2 separate regions of the Mus musculus genome follow, and region 1 is linked to region 2. Evidence: chromatin contacts called from public Hi-C data. All regions are on one chromosome and are shown on one strand. Each heading gives the region's core, a stretch centred on a gene start, on an enhancer-like site or on the middle of the called end of the contact. The rest is flanking DNA. Distances are from core to core; before and after follow the strand shown. Region 1 has its middle 28 kb from the start of Gm34846. Region 2 overlaps Gm34751 (a long non-coding RNA gene).

Evidence for each region. A called contact is a pair of places that touch in the nucleus more often than the background predicts.
Region 1: a Hi-C map of pre-pro-B cells shows a contact between it and region 2, with 4 times the contacts expected there. The contact joins two enhancer-like sites. A contact is called at or near these places in 13 of 484 Hi-C or Micro-C datasets (DN3 thymocytes, the HPC-7 cell line, LSK cells and 10 more), 2 of 115 datasets of contacts at active chromatin or transcription factors (embryonic hindbrain and embryonic stem cells) and 1 of 9 other capture datasets (embryonic stem cells).

Annotation. Positions count from the first base shown.
Region 1 is chr8:88,449,525-88,455,415 of GRCm38.p6, reverse strand. No RefSeq gene overlaps it. Among named protein-coding and RNA genes, the nearest start is that of Gm34846, 28 kb to the left of the region's middle. Within about 2 kb of position 4,530, at least 36 of the 459 cell types and tissues checked have an H3K27ac peak or open chromatin away from gene starts, as enhancers often do. A contact at or near this core is called in DN3 thymocytes and pre-pro-B cells, where this site is marked.
Region 2 is chr8:88,378,796-88,384,983 of GRCm38.p6, reverse strand. It overlaps Gm34751 (a long non-coding RNA gene), which reads left to right. Exons shown (of 4, transcript XR_879055.3): 3 at 416-510; 4 at 2,433-3,394. Among named protein-coding and RNA genes, the nearest start is that of Gm34751, 7.1 kb to the left of the region's middle. Within about 2 kb of position 4,438, at least 32 of the 459 cell types and tissues checked have an H3K27ac peak or open chromatin away from gene starts, as enhancers often do. A contact at or near this core is called in DN3 thymocytes and pre-pro-B cells, where this site is marked.

The DNA of each region.
Region 1 (5,891 bases), core at 3,281-5,780, 70 kb before region 2:
TCCCGCCTAGGACATCTCATAGCCATAGCGCCCAGGGACGCACAGGGACACATGTCTGCCCTATCATCATTCCTGCAGGGCCCTCATCAGCACACTGAGACCAGAAGGGGCTTCGACCCCCTCTTTTGCATTACCCAGGTGTCACCCTACTGGTGACCCAAGCTTTCTCCCTCCTCTGCCCAGTCGCAGAGGAGACTCGAGGCAAACCCCTATTCTGAAATAAGATCTGCTGCCACATTCCCTGTTTGCTGTGGCCCAGCAGGGTCCTATGAGGCTCCCAAGCTATTGTGGGAAGCATGGCCCTTCACAAGACTATTCTGATGGGGTAGAGAAGGCTGAGTCCTGAAATGCTCCCAGTCTGATGAGGGAGGTGCAATTCCAAAAGGCTTTTAGCTAAATGTCCTCCAGACCTCCAAAGCCTTGGGGATCTTGGAAAACAGGTCTCTACTGCAAGTCGGGAGACAGGCTTGAAAGTCCACTTCCAAACAGATGCTGGGAGGCACTGGATGTAAATGCAAGAGACCACTGAGCATCCTTGGTATTGCTCATGGGAAAGCCTGGAGCCGGGGTGGGGTGGGGCTGGAGGGCTCTTCAGCAGGGGTGGGGCAGAATCATGTCTGCCTAGCGGAAACTCTGGCCCCAACTAGCCTTGGATTCAAACTCTGGCTCTGGTTTTACCAGCTATAGCCTTAGGCAAGCTTCTTGTCCTCTCTAAAAGGAGGACAACGATGGGTACACCCATGGCGCAGGGCCCTGTGCACACGGAGCACTGCTCAAGCCGTGACAGCCGCATGTAATAAACGCCGACAAGAACCGTCCTTGTCCTGCGGCGCAGGGGGAGGTGCCAGGCGCCTTAATCGGAGTGGGGAGGGGAGCGGTGTGCCAGCGCCAAGGGAAAGCCGCCCAGTAGGAGGGGCAAGGCAGACGGGAAAGGGGTCCCGAGCCAGGTGGCCGGCGAGCCTTGGACGAAGCCTTGGCCTTTATAAGCCTGCGTTTGTTCGGTCGCTGCAGCGGGAAGCCCGGTGGCGCCGGCGGAGCGGTGGCTTGCTCAGTGGCTCTGCAGCCCAGCTGCCCTACGCGGACCGGCCGAGGCCCCGGCCGGCCGAGCACCTGGGTAAACACGCGCAGCCTCGGCCCGCGGGGCTCCGGCGGCCCAGGGCGGCAGCGGCCACTTCAAAGCGCGGCGCGGCGGCGGGAGGCGAGCGGGCCGCCGGCCATCTGCTCCGGGTTAGTGCGCCGGCGGTGGGCGGGGACCGCGGTGCCCTGGCGACGCCACTTGCAGACTTCGCGCTCGCCGTGGCGCCCCGAGCTGCTCACGCTGGTACCCAGTGCTGGTGCGTGCCGAGCGCTCTGCTAAGCTCGGGAAACCTGGCTCATTCGGTTCACAAGCCTTTGCCCGCTGTGCCCCCCTACCCCCAGAAGCCCTGCCAGACATCCATTTCTCCATAAACCACTCTGAGCCGCATCCTGTTCCCCAGTTCTTTTCCCTCAGTCCCCCATCCTCAGTCAAGTCAGCGCCTCCCCTCTTACCTTTTCTCTCCAAGACTTAGCCCTCCCTCTGCCCTGGACATACGCCTACTCATCCTGCATCACCCCACTCAAAAGATTCCCCTTTAAATGGTAGTGACTTATTACTTTGCAAGGTCTCTGTGATCCCACAGACTGGTAGCTCCACTTGGAGCCTACTAGTTAGCTGCTGGTTACCTCTCGAAGCTTCTGTGAGCCTCCATTTTCTCATCTCAAAAATCTGTCCTGAAGTTCCAGGACAGCCAGGGCTACACAGTGAAACCCTTTGTAGAAAAAAAACAAAACCCAAACAAACAAACAAAACAAAACAAAACAAATCTATCCTGCTGGGTTGTGAGAAGAGTCTAAGAGTCTACCGTGAGCTGGACAGATGGCTCAGCAGTTTAGAACACTTGTTGCTCTTGTAGAGGACTTGGGTTTGAGCCTCGGCACCAACATGATGGCTCACAACCATCTGTAACTCCAATTCCAGGATATCTGACACTTTATTCTGACCTCTGCAGGCACCATGGTAAACAGACATACATGCTGGTAAAACATCCATATTCATAAACTAAATAAAGAAGCCCAAAACTGTTTTTAATGTTTTTAAAGAGTCATTTGTAAAACCCAGCCTAGACTAACAGCAAGCAGGGGTAGCAGACCCTCAGTTCCCTGTGGAGCCCTCTGCCCTTAGGAACCAAAGCTTCATCACCTAGCCTGGGTTGCCCTCCTGGCTTCCAACCTTCTGCTGGTTTCTACCCAACTCAGTAAGCTTCTATGGGCTTCCACTTGCTGAGGCAGGCCACAGATGTATTCCGCAGATGACAGGTGGCTAGAACCTGAAAAGGGCTAGTTACCCACATGTGTGGCAGACAGACAGCTAGACAAAGCACAGGACCCTGGGGCCACAGACTTTACAGGGCCTTATTCACTTCCTCTCTGTCCACTGCTTCCTGCCAGCTTACAGAGTTCCTGATGTAGTAGCCTGGTTCCTTGGTCAATGTGTGGGATGTCGGGAAGGAATCTGGGAGATGAGGTGCTAGGAAATGGGTTGTGGGTCGTAAGAGTTGTAGAGGGTGAGAAGATGCCTGATTTGGGTCCCTGGCTGAGCCCCTTACCAGCAAAAGTTCAGTGGTAGGGCAGGGAGGGACCATGGAAGGCAGAGGAAGAACAGAGCTTCCTGAATATTCTCCGCCACGCTGGACACTCATTCCTCCATCTGGAGAGCCAAATGCCACACCAGATAGAGCCAAGCCTCTTTAGCACAGGATGTTCATTTGAATGCGGTTGTCTTAGGTCTGAACCCCAGGCACACAGGCTAAAGTGAGAGAGCTCAAAGACACCATCGGCTTGTGCTCCCAGCAGAGACCGGCTAGAAAATGGGGAAGACCCTGGAAAGGGCAGGAACATTCCAGTGTGAGCCTAGACATGGAAGATGTGTGGCAGAACCTGATGATCCTTCAGGCTCTCTGGAGAGCCACTTGTCCCCATACTGGATGAAGGAGGGGAACTGGGCTGGAGTCAGAGAGGCCCTCAGACTGCAGTGTGGACAAGTGGGGCTACGTGAGATCCAGCCGTGGCTGGCCTGTGCTGACTCTTAGCAGCTCGGGAAGTGGAACTGGGTGTTCAGAACTGATGAGAGGATCTGAGAGAACCCATTGTGAACACACACACCTGCAATCCCAACACTAAGGAAGTCGAGGTGGGAGGGTCACCAACTCGAGGCCAGCCTGGAATGGGCATCAGGATCTTTCAAAAAGGGAAACACAAGAGGGAGAAGGAGTCTGGACTAGGAGTAGTATCGCCCACCCACTGCCAATCTAAAAATCTCTCCTTTGACCACCCACCATCCTAACACACACTTCTTGGAACAGCCTGGAAAGCGCCCCCTCCGGCAGTCCAGGGAATAGAATGTAAGGAGAACTCCATTTTGATCAAAACGGGGGGGAGGGGGGGCTTTTCTTCTCAAAACCGAGGCCCTACATTACTTCTCAAATGTGACTTCACCACTTTCCAGCTCTGTGTGTGTGTCTGGGAGGTGGCGCCCCTTTCTGAGCCTCAACTTCTGCAGCGGTAGAATGGGGCATGTAAAGGCTTTTGAACACGCATATTCATTTCACAGCGGTGAAGACTTTAAACTCCTCACTCAGTCGCTGGAGCCAGCACTGGGCCCCACCCCTGGCACCTAACTCTGTAAACAGTAGCTATTTTGATTTTGCCTCCGGCATTTTTCTGCCCAGACGCTAGCACTAGAGTGGACTTTGATTTTAGAGTCCTAGCAGTCACTCTCCCTTTGGTGTCCCTCCTAGGAGACCCCAGAGGGCCCCGATTTCCCCTTCTGGCTTCCAGGCTTCTGCTTCCACTGAGGACAGCCCCCTCCCCTCCCCTCCCCCAAGCCGGTCACTTCCCCAGGGAAAGAAAGGGTTGGATCACAGAGTGTCCCTTCTACCGGTTGTTCAAAGCTGCCGCCAGCCCCCGCACGGCTGGCTTGATTTGTTTCTTATCTTTAATTTTGTTTTAATCGGGTAGATCCCCTCCGGTTACTTTCCCCCAGAATCTTACGGCATCTTTGGAGCGGGCAACAAAAGCATTCTTTTTGGAGCCCGCAGGGGGCCAGGGCAGAACCACTTCAAAGAGAACGCAAAGCACGAGTCCGTCATTGTCCTCCCCTGCGTGCCTGCCCCCCAGCGTCCTGAGGCCGCCCTGAATAGGCAGGTACAAAGGCCACACGTTCAAAGTGGGCACCACACGCTCCATCAGAAGGCCAGCTTTGCCAGTCCCAAGTTTGCCTTCATCCTCACATACACAGGTCTCCCGCTAGGGAGGGAGCAGGCCTTGAAGTGGGGGCTCGCTTGCTCGCTCACTTGCTCGGCTCGCTCTCTCTCTCTCTCCCTCTTACCCTCCCTGCTTCCTCTTTTTCTCCCTCCCTGACCACAATTTACGATGCATTTTGAAGTGGCCCCTTTCGTTCAGCATCTCAGCTGAGCAAGCAGGTGCAGCCTACAGGGTGCAACCTGCTAGGAGCCTGGGTAGCTCTGGGTTCTGAGAAGCAGATGAGTACCTCAGCTCAGAGAGGCAAGTTCTTCTGGTAACTGTGTTCTGAGACTGGCCTAAGTAGGATGCTAACTAGAGCAGGCAACTCAGAGTTTTTCTAGATTTTTTTTTAAGATGGAGTGTTTTGCCTGCATGTGTATACAGGTGCCACCTGGGTGCCTGGTGCCCAAGGAGGTTGGAAGAGGAGGTTGGATCCTGAAACTGGGTGAGGATGTCAGAGGCAGATGGTTGTGAGCCCCCCCACCCCCGCCCCCCTTGTGGGTGCTGGCCCTGTGCAAGAGCAACCAGTACTTTTCCCTCCTCTCCAACCCCAAACCATCTCGGTTCTATAGAAAAGGAAACAGAGACCTGAGAATAGTCAGCTACTTGCCTTGGGCCCCACAGCAAGGCTGGGCAGGATTGAGTGTGTGCTTGATTCATGTCCGGCATTTCAGGGAAGCCCTAGAGGCATTAAGGTGCCAGTGGCTCACCCAATCACCAGGAGAAGATGTCCCAGAAAGAGAGAGCGCAGAAAACTGGGCATTCATAGGCTGTCTCTGAGCACAGTTTGCAGGGATAACAGTAGTGTAGCCGTAATGCTATCCTTAGTAACAATTAGATGCTACTGGCTCCCACTGGATCCAGTGTCTGAGTTGACTCAGTGTTCTTCATCTGAGGGAGGAGATGGAGGGAGGCTCAGGGAAGGTAAGTAGCTTGCCCAGAGCCACATAGGCAGTTACTGATACATTTAACAGGATATTACATGGCATTTGCCTTGAGTTCTGGTCCTTCTCACAGGCATACAGCAGCATCGTAGGGTCAGATCCTTCAGGGAGTGGAATGTGGGGGTGAAGTCATAACTGCCCATACCGAATAGGAGAGTCTGCACTGAGGAACTTAGTGCCATCCCGAGCTCCAGGAAAAAGAAGATCACAGGGCAGTCTCTCTCCTCAGAAGGCTCAGAGACCAGGGCAAGAGAGGGAGATGGCAGACAGCTGCAACCTTGTCACGTTACCACTGGAGTTCAGCCTGAACAGGATTCAACTTCTACCCTGCGGCCTACTCATGGCCTTGTCTGTCACCTGCCACGTGGGAGGAGTGGTGTCCAGCTTGCAGGAAGAGAGCCTCAGCAGCCCCACTGTCTAGAGCTGGCTCCAGAGCTGGCACAGCTGCCGCTGTATGATCACAGTCAAGAATACAGAACAAAGAAAAAGGAACCCAGCCAAGGCCAGGATGTACATCAGGCCTGCAGCCTGGATAACCTGTATGGGAGCTGCCCATCCAGTCAGGGTTCTGACCCTGAAGCCACAAAGGGACGAGAGAGGTAGGAGCAGCCAACAGCTGAGGAA
Region 2 (6,188 bases), core at 3,189-5,688:
TTACAAAGATGAAGAAGGTGGCATCCCCCTTATGTAGACTAGACAGGCCTTGAACTTCCACTGCTCCTAGCTTTGCACTGAGCACTGGGTGACAAGCATGTATCTCCACACCAGCTTGGAAGTGTATTTTCTCTAGTACTGTGGGGCCAAAGTTCAGGGAGGATTCATTTAGCATCATTGGCCACAGATCTTCCTAAGCCAATTACTGCGGGCTGAGGAATAGGGTCACATGGCCACAGCAGGATCAGCCCCACATCAGAACTGCAGGAAGGCCACGAAACAGTGGTGTACTGCTAAAGGACAAGAAAGAAGGAGAAGAAAAGAGCCATTACCAGAGGACCCTCCTGACACCTGAGCCTGACCTGGGGCTGTCATCTCTGGTGGCTTGTGAGCCCTGTTCTGGTTGACATTGCAGACTGAGAACTCCCCAATCAAAGCAACTTTGGTTGTTGGGCTCCTGTGTTCTGGGTACTGCTGTGGAACTCGTTCAGTCTCATGACAGCCCTTAAGGTGAGTGTAATTATGGTCTCTTTCTGTGGATGAGAAAAATGAGGAACATAGGAAGGGTAATTCATGTCTTCAAAGTTCCCAGATAAGAGTTTGAGGAGCCAAGATTCAAGTCCCAGGAGACATTGTCAGTACCTGAGCCTCCCCACTGCACAGTACTGACAGCAGGGACTGCTTGATCAGGCCTGTGTACAGGCAGCCGAGCGGTGGCAGTCTGCCTCCCCATGTGGTTACAACCTTCAACCTGAAGTACCCCTCCCCTCACAAACACACACACACACACAGAGAGAGAAAGAGAGACAGAGAGAGAGAGAGAGAGAGAGAGAGAGAGAGAGAGAGAGAGAGAGAGAGAGAGAGAGAGAGAGAAACAGCCCAGAGCCCTGGCAAACTGGCTAGGACAACTGGCTCTGTCCTCTGCCCCAAGGTAAGACACCCGATACAAATCCAGCCCTCTCCCCTGAGCTGACCTCAGCTCCTCTGTCACCTGGGGTCCTCTACTTCTCAGCACCTCAGCTCCTCACTCAGTCACTGATGAAGCATCTGAAGAGTTGGATCATGAGAAAGAGGCAATGGGCCTATGATCAGGGTGCCTTGCAAAATGGCAGGTGGGGGAGGGGGCCAGATCCCTCCATCTACCTCTCCCACTGGATACAGACTTTACACAAAGCTCGGAATCCCAGCATCCGCATCCTTCAGTGCATCTCTTACTTGTCCCTGAGCAGCTGTGTGACCTTGATGAGCCCTTTCCCAGCCAGAGCCTCTAAGTATCCATGCTACAGCCCTGTGGGGGAGGCAATCCTGGGATCAAGTGTTCCTCACCAACTTTCAGGCCAGCGGTGCCCTGACAAGGATGCTCAGGGGCCGGTCCTGTCCACCTGACTTCCCCAGGAGGTCCTCATCCTGTCCGGTTTTATCTCTCCTTCCTGCCGATCCATCAAAACTTAGCTTTCTGGTCCCCTCAAGTCCTGCCATGTTGGCTCTAAGACATTACTGTATCAGAGGCTGGAGAGAGAGTTCAGCAGTTAAAAGCACAGGCTGCTCTTGCCGAGGACCTGGACTTAATTCTTAGCTTCCACAAGGTGGCTCAAAACCATAGTAACTCCAACCCCAGGGGATTGACACCCCTACTGGTCTCTTCCAGGTACTGCATGTAGATGGTGTACAGACATATACACAGGCAAAACATCTATACATGTTAAATGAGTGAATAAATAAATAAAATTTTAAAACAAAGCAACAAAACAAACAAACAACAAGAACACTGCATAACCCAGATAGACAGCAAGTAACTAAAACTAATGGCTTTTCTCTCTTTCTCCCCCTTCCCAAGAACAAGAGAGAAGGCTGGGGTTGCAGGACTAACAGTTCTGCCCAGGGAACTCTATACAAGGGCCTTGAAACCTTAAAGGCAGCAGAAACTGAGACATCCACATTGGGCTCACCTGTGACAGGGTATTGGCAGTCCCCAGGGAGCACGTGGGCCCCTTATGTGGCAGAGTGGCACAAGGCACATTATTCCTAGCCTGCATCCAATGTCAGTCACGTTGCCTGGTACCCCACCCTGTTCCCGAAAACCAAAGGCGCCCCTTCCAGAGAAAAAAGAAGACAGCCTCTTCATTAATAGCGCTGGCGGCAAGGTAAGGCCGGCCGCCCGCCCCAAGCCCGCGCCCCTAATTATGCCACGCGCCTTTCATCCCCACGCACACACGCGGAAAGTTTATTGTTGTATTTCGGCCTTTCTTCAGTCTCCTCTGCCTTTCATGCGAGGGAAGGGTGCTGAGGGGTCAAAGCTTCCTCCCCCGGCGCCTCTCCCTGCTTCAGTCCTTTAGAAAAACACCCAAAGCCATAATTTGTCTTAGAATTTCTTTTGAAACAGCTACAAGAAAGACTAACGACTGCTCTTTTCCCTCTGTTTCTGATTCCAGCCATCCCTTTATCTGGCTTTCATTAGAGCCTGGGCCGCGCCTCTTTTGTGGGAGAGACTTGAGGGAGCCGAGGCAGTTTCCCGCCGCTGTGATGTTGCTAAAGATTAAAAAGGAGCTTTGAAGCTGCACCAGCGCTGCCTGCGCCCCCTCGGAACAGGACCTCAGAAAGACCCGCGCCATCTGGCAAACCTGACATAAAGACAAAATAAAGTGATTGAAACAGTCTCTTCAAAGCCACAATGGCAGATTTGTTGATTTGGGCGTTATCTTTCATGCGAGGCCCTCAGAAGTCACCAGAACACCTAGATAACCTCAGGCAGGCCTGACTGGAGTGGATAGAGCCTTCCAGGCTGAAGCTTGCCGAGAGAGAGGACTGGCTGGAACTGGTGGGGGCTGAGAGACGGACTGATGGCCACCGGAGGTGGCTTTGGGTCACTCAACAATTGAATGTAGAGGGTTCAATCACTGGGACTCTGCCTCACCTGTGTGTTCCCGTGTTCCCTCAGGAAGAGCACCGGATGCTGGTGGAAGTAGAGCCCCCGTGGGAAGCTGATACGGGGATGCATGTGGAGAGGGCAAGAGATGGAAAGGCCTTACCCTGGTTGCAGCTGACAGCCTGTTAGTGGTGCCATGACACTGTTGTCAGTGACAATCCTGGCTGGGCAGGTGCTTCCAGGCTAGGTCCCACCAGACAATCTCAGCCAACTGAGCCCAGCAAGTTACTACTGACCTCTAATAACACCCACCATGGCTGGAATTTGGCTCACTGTGTGCGTGAGCCTGGGCTCCTTCATTGGAGAAACTGCTGTCATGATCGGACCCTTACATTCTGTTAGGTGGCAGTGTTGAGCCTACAGCTCCCAGTCTTGAACCAAGAATGTTCTGTTGAGCTAATGGGGTGGCTTATACCTGTGAGCCCAGTGCTTCAGGGGTGGAGTTAGAAGAATCAATGGTTCAAGGTCCCTCCCAACTACACAGCAATCTTGGACTACAAAAGACCGGCTCTCAAAAAAAAAAACAAAAAACAAAAAACAAAAAACAACAACAACAACAAAAAGCAAATGAACAAACTGCCTTGGACAGCAGTCTGGAGAGGGCAACACAAACACCAACTGAATAGACTGAGCTTCAGCCCAAGGGCTTAGGGTGACACCCCACATCCCCACCACCCATGCAACTTCTCCTAGTAAGAAGATGCACGGGCTGGAATGGGAAGAAAAGAATGGTAAGGGGGCTCAGCAAGCACTATTAAGGGGCTCAAGTGGAGTGTGGGGAGCAGAACAGCTGGCCCTCCATTCCCGCCACCTGACCACCGTGACTAGTTCAGCTTCGTCTCCACACAAGGCACCCAATTCAACCCCTGCCTTTATTTTAAGGCCTTGCTAACCAAACGCGTGCACAACTTAGAAGGTAGGATGGCTGGAGGCCTCCAACCCTTCCTCCTAATCCCCTTAAACCCGGGGTTCCAATCGGGCTGACGAACCGGATAAGAAATGAATTGCAGTCTGCCGCGTTTCGGCAAAATTGCCAATTCGTGAAATTTGACCACTGCTCCACCTCCAAGGATCTACTGAAGCCCTACTGTGCACATCCACACAAACAAAAGTGATGCCAAGCTGTCCTCAAATTCCAGGCACAGAAAAGACACCCAGAGTTCATCAGCGGGAGGCGTGACAAGCCACTTCTGCTTTCAGGGCAGGGGCAAGGGTCCTATCACACACATGGGCCCTCCAGACAACTTGCCTGCCCCGGACAAATGTACTGCCAGTATCAGCCCTCCCCACTGCCTTGTCTATTTCAGAGGAAGCGCTCATCCCAGGTGGCCCACACCACCCTTCCTTCCTCTCAGAACACAGCTGGCTTGGCATGGGGTGTCGGGAGGGGCTCACAACAGATTTCCTGGCCTGAGATTAGGGTTCTATCTGTTTCCTCCCAGAGTGAGAGGAGAGTCTTCTCCCCTGAGGGGGCTGCAGGGCTGAGTGCACAGGCAGAGGCGGCTCCCAGCCCACCAGTTCCTGCGGGGAACCTTCCAACTCTGTCATTCACCCTCCTTTACTGGTTTCCACACCTTCATTGTCTGATAGACTTCTAGTCATCCTTTAAAACCCATCACTGATGATTCTCCTCTGAAGCCCTTCTGAACCTCCGTTGCCCGTGGCTCACATGTCACATCTCCATCTCTCTTGGGTGCCTCTGAAATAAAGACTATAATATCTTGTTCAGAAAAAGTATGCATGCCTGAAGTCATAAAGGCTTAGACCAGATGCCAGCTTCCCTATCCATCAGCTGTGACATTTGGGCAGGTCACTTTGCCCCTCTGATCCTCATTTGTGAGTGGAAAAAAAAATGTATCCTCCCGGCTTGTTTTGGAGATTCAGTAAGGTAATGTGGGTCAGGGGGATGACACAGTGGGCAAAGACCTCGCAGAGGACCTGGGATCAGTTCCCACCAACTCACATTGTGGCTTATAACTGCCTATCAACTCTGGTTACAGAAGATTGAATGCCCTTTTCTTCAGCAGGCTTCAGTAGGCACTGGGTACCCAGATATACATGTAGATAAAACATTCATACATGTCAATAAAATAAAGTAGTGTATGTGGAAAAAAGCCTTCAATGGTAACTAACACATAGTAGGTCTCAAGGGATATTAACTCCACTCCTTCCTTGATAGAATGTGAATCCCTTAACAACAGGGCCAGGTGCAGTGACGATTTTGGAAGTTTGGTTTAAAAAAAAAAACCACAGAAGTATTATAAGAATATGTTTTCATTTTAATCCCAGGTGTGGGATATGGGGCTGCTTCAGACTGCCCACAGCAGCTGACTATGATTTGCCTCGTGCTCTAGCAGGGGCGTGATTTTACTGGCAGCAGATAGTTTCTGTGACTGTGTAACATATGGAATTCTGGGGACTTCTCAGAGGGTCTATAAATGCTAGGGCCCCGTGGGACAGAGTGGGTTGTTGGTTGGTAACTGTTGGTTGTTGTTACCATGGTTTGTTAAGCCATGGTTGTGAACAAAGAAGAAAAAAGAAATTAGATATCCTGACTGCAAAGATCAAACTTATCCCAAGGAACTCGATGCCCCTAATCAGCAGCAAGTAGTTTAATGATAACATCACCACTTTCCCTTCTGTCTTGTTTTCTCTCCTATCTAGCATTAGGGGGTGAAATGGTAAAAGAAAGGGGAGTGCAGAAGGGTAAAAGAGAAAAGATCCCACAAAATGTCGAACATGGCCTGCACCCAGGTCTTCATTCACTCACGTAGTCACTTCATCAGTGGTCCATCAGCCTGAGCTCCTCCTGAGCGCTGAGCTCTGAGCTCTTAGTCAGAGCTGGGTTACACAGCAGATCTCGGTACAGACTGTGCCCCCCTGCCCAGCCACCCCTTAGCGGTTCCTTTTCATCCCACCCCAGCACCTGCTGTGACTGGCACTGTCCCCACATCCCCATGCTTTCTAAGAAGCTTGGCAAAAGTCTTCCTTTGCACTCCCTGATGGTGTATCTGACCAGAGCAAAGAGAGACAGGATAGACAAGTTGTCTCCAGGGCCTGGGACCAGGACCTGTGTCCCTGCTTTGAAAGATGATGACCTATCTTGGCATCCCACAGAGTATGCTATCCTTTAGGCATCTTTTCTGTGGCTAGCATCTGAGGGTAGATAGATGCCATAGTTTTCTTTGTGGACGCACAGAAGTGTTCACAGCTGAACTTTCCACCCCCTTGGGTGGTCAGCAGACTTCTCCCTGAGCTAAAC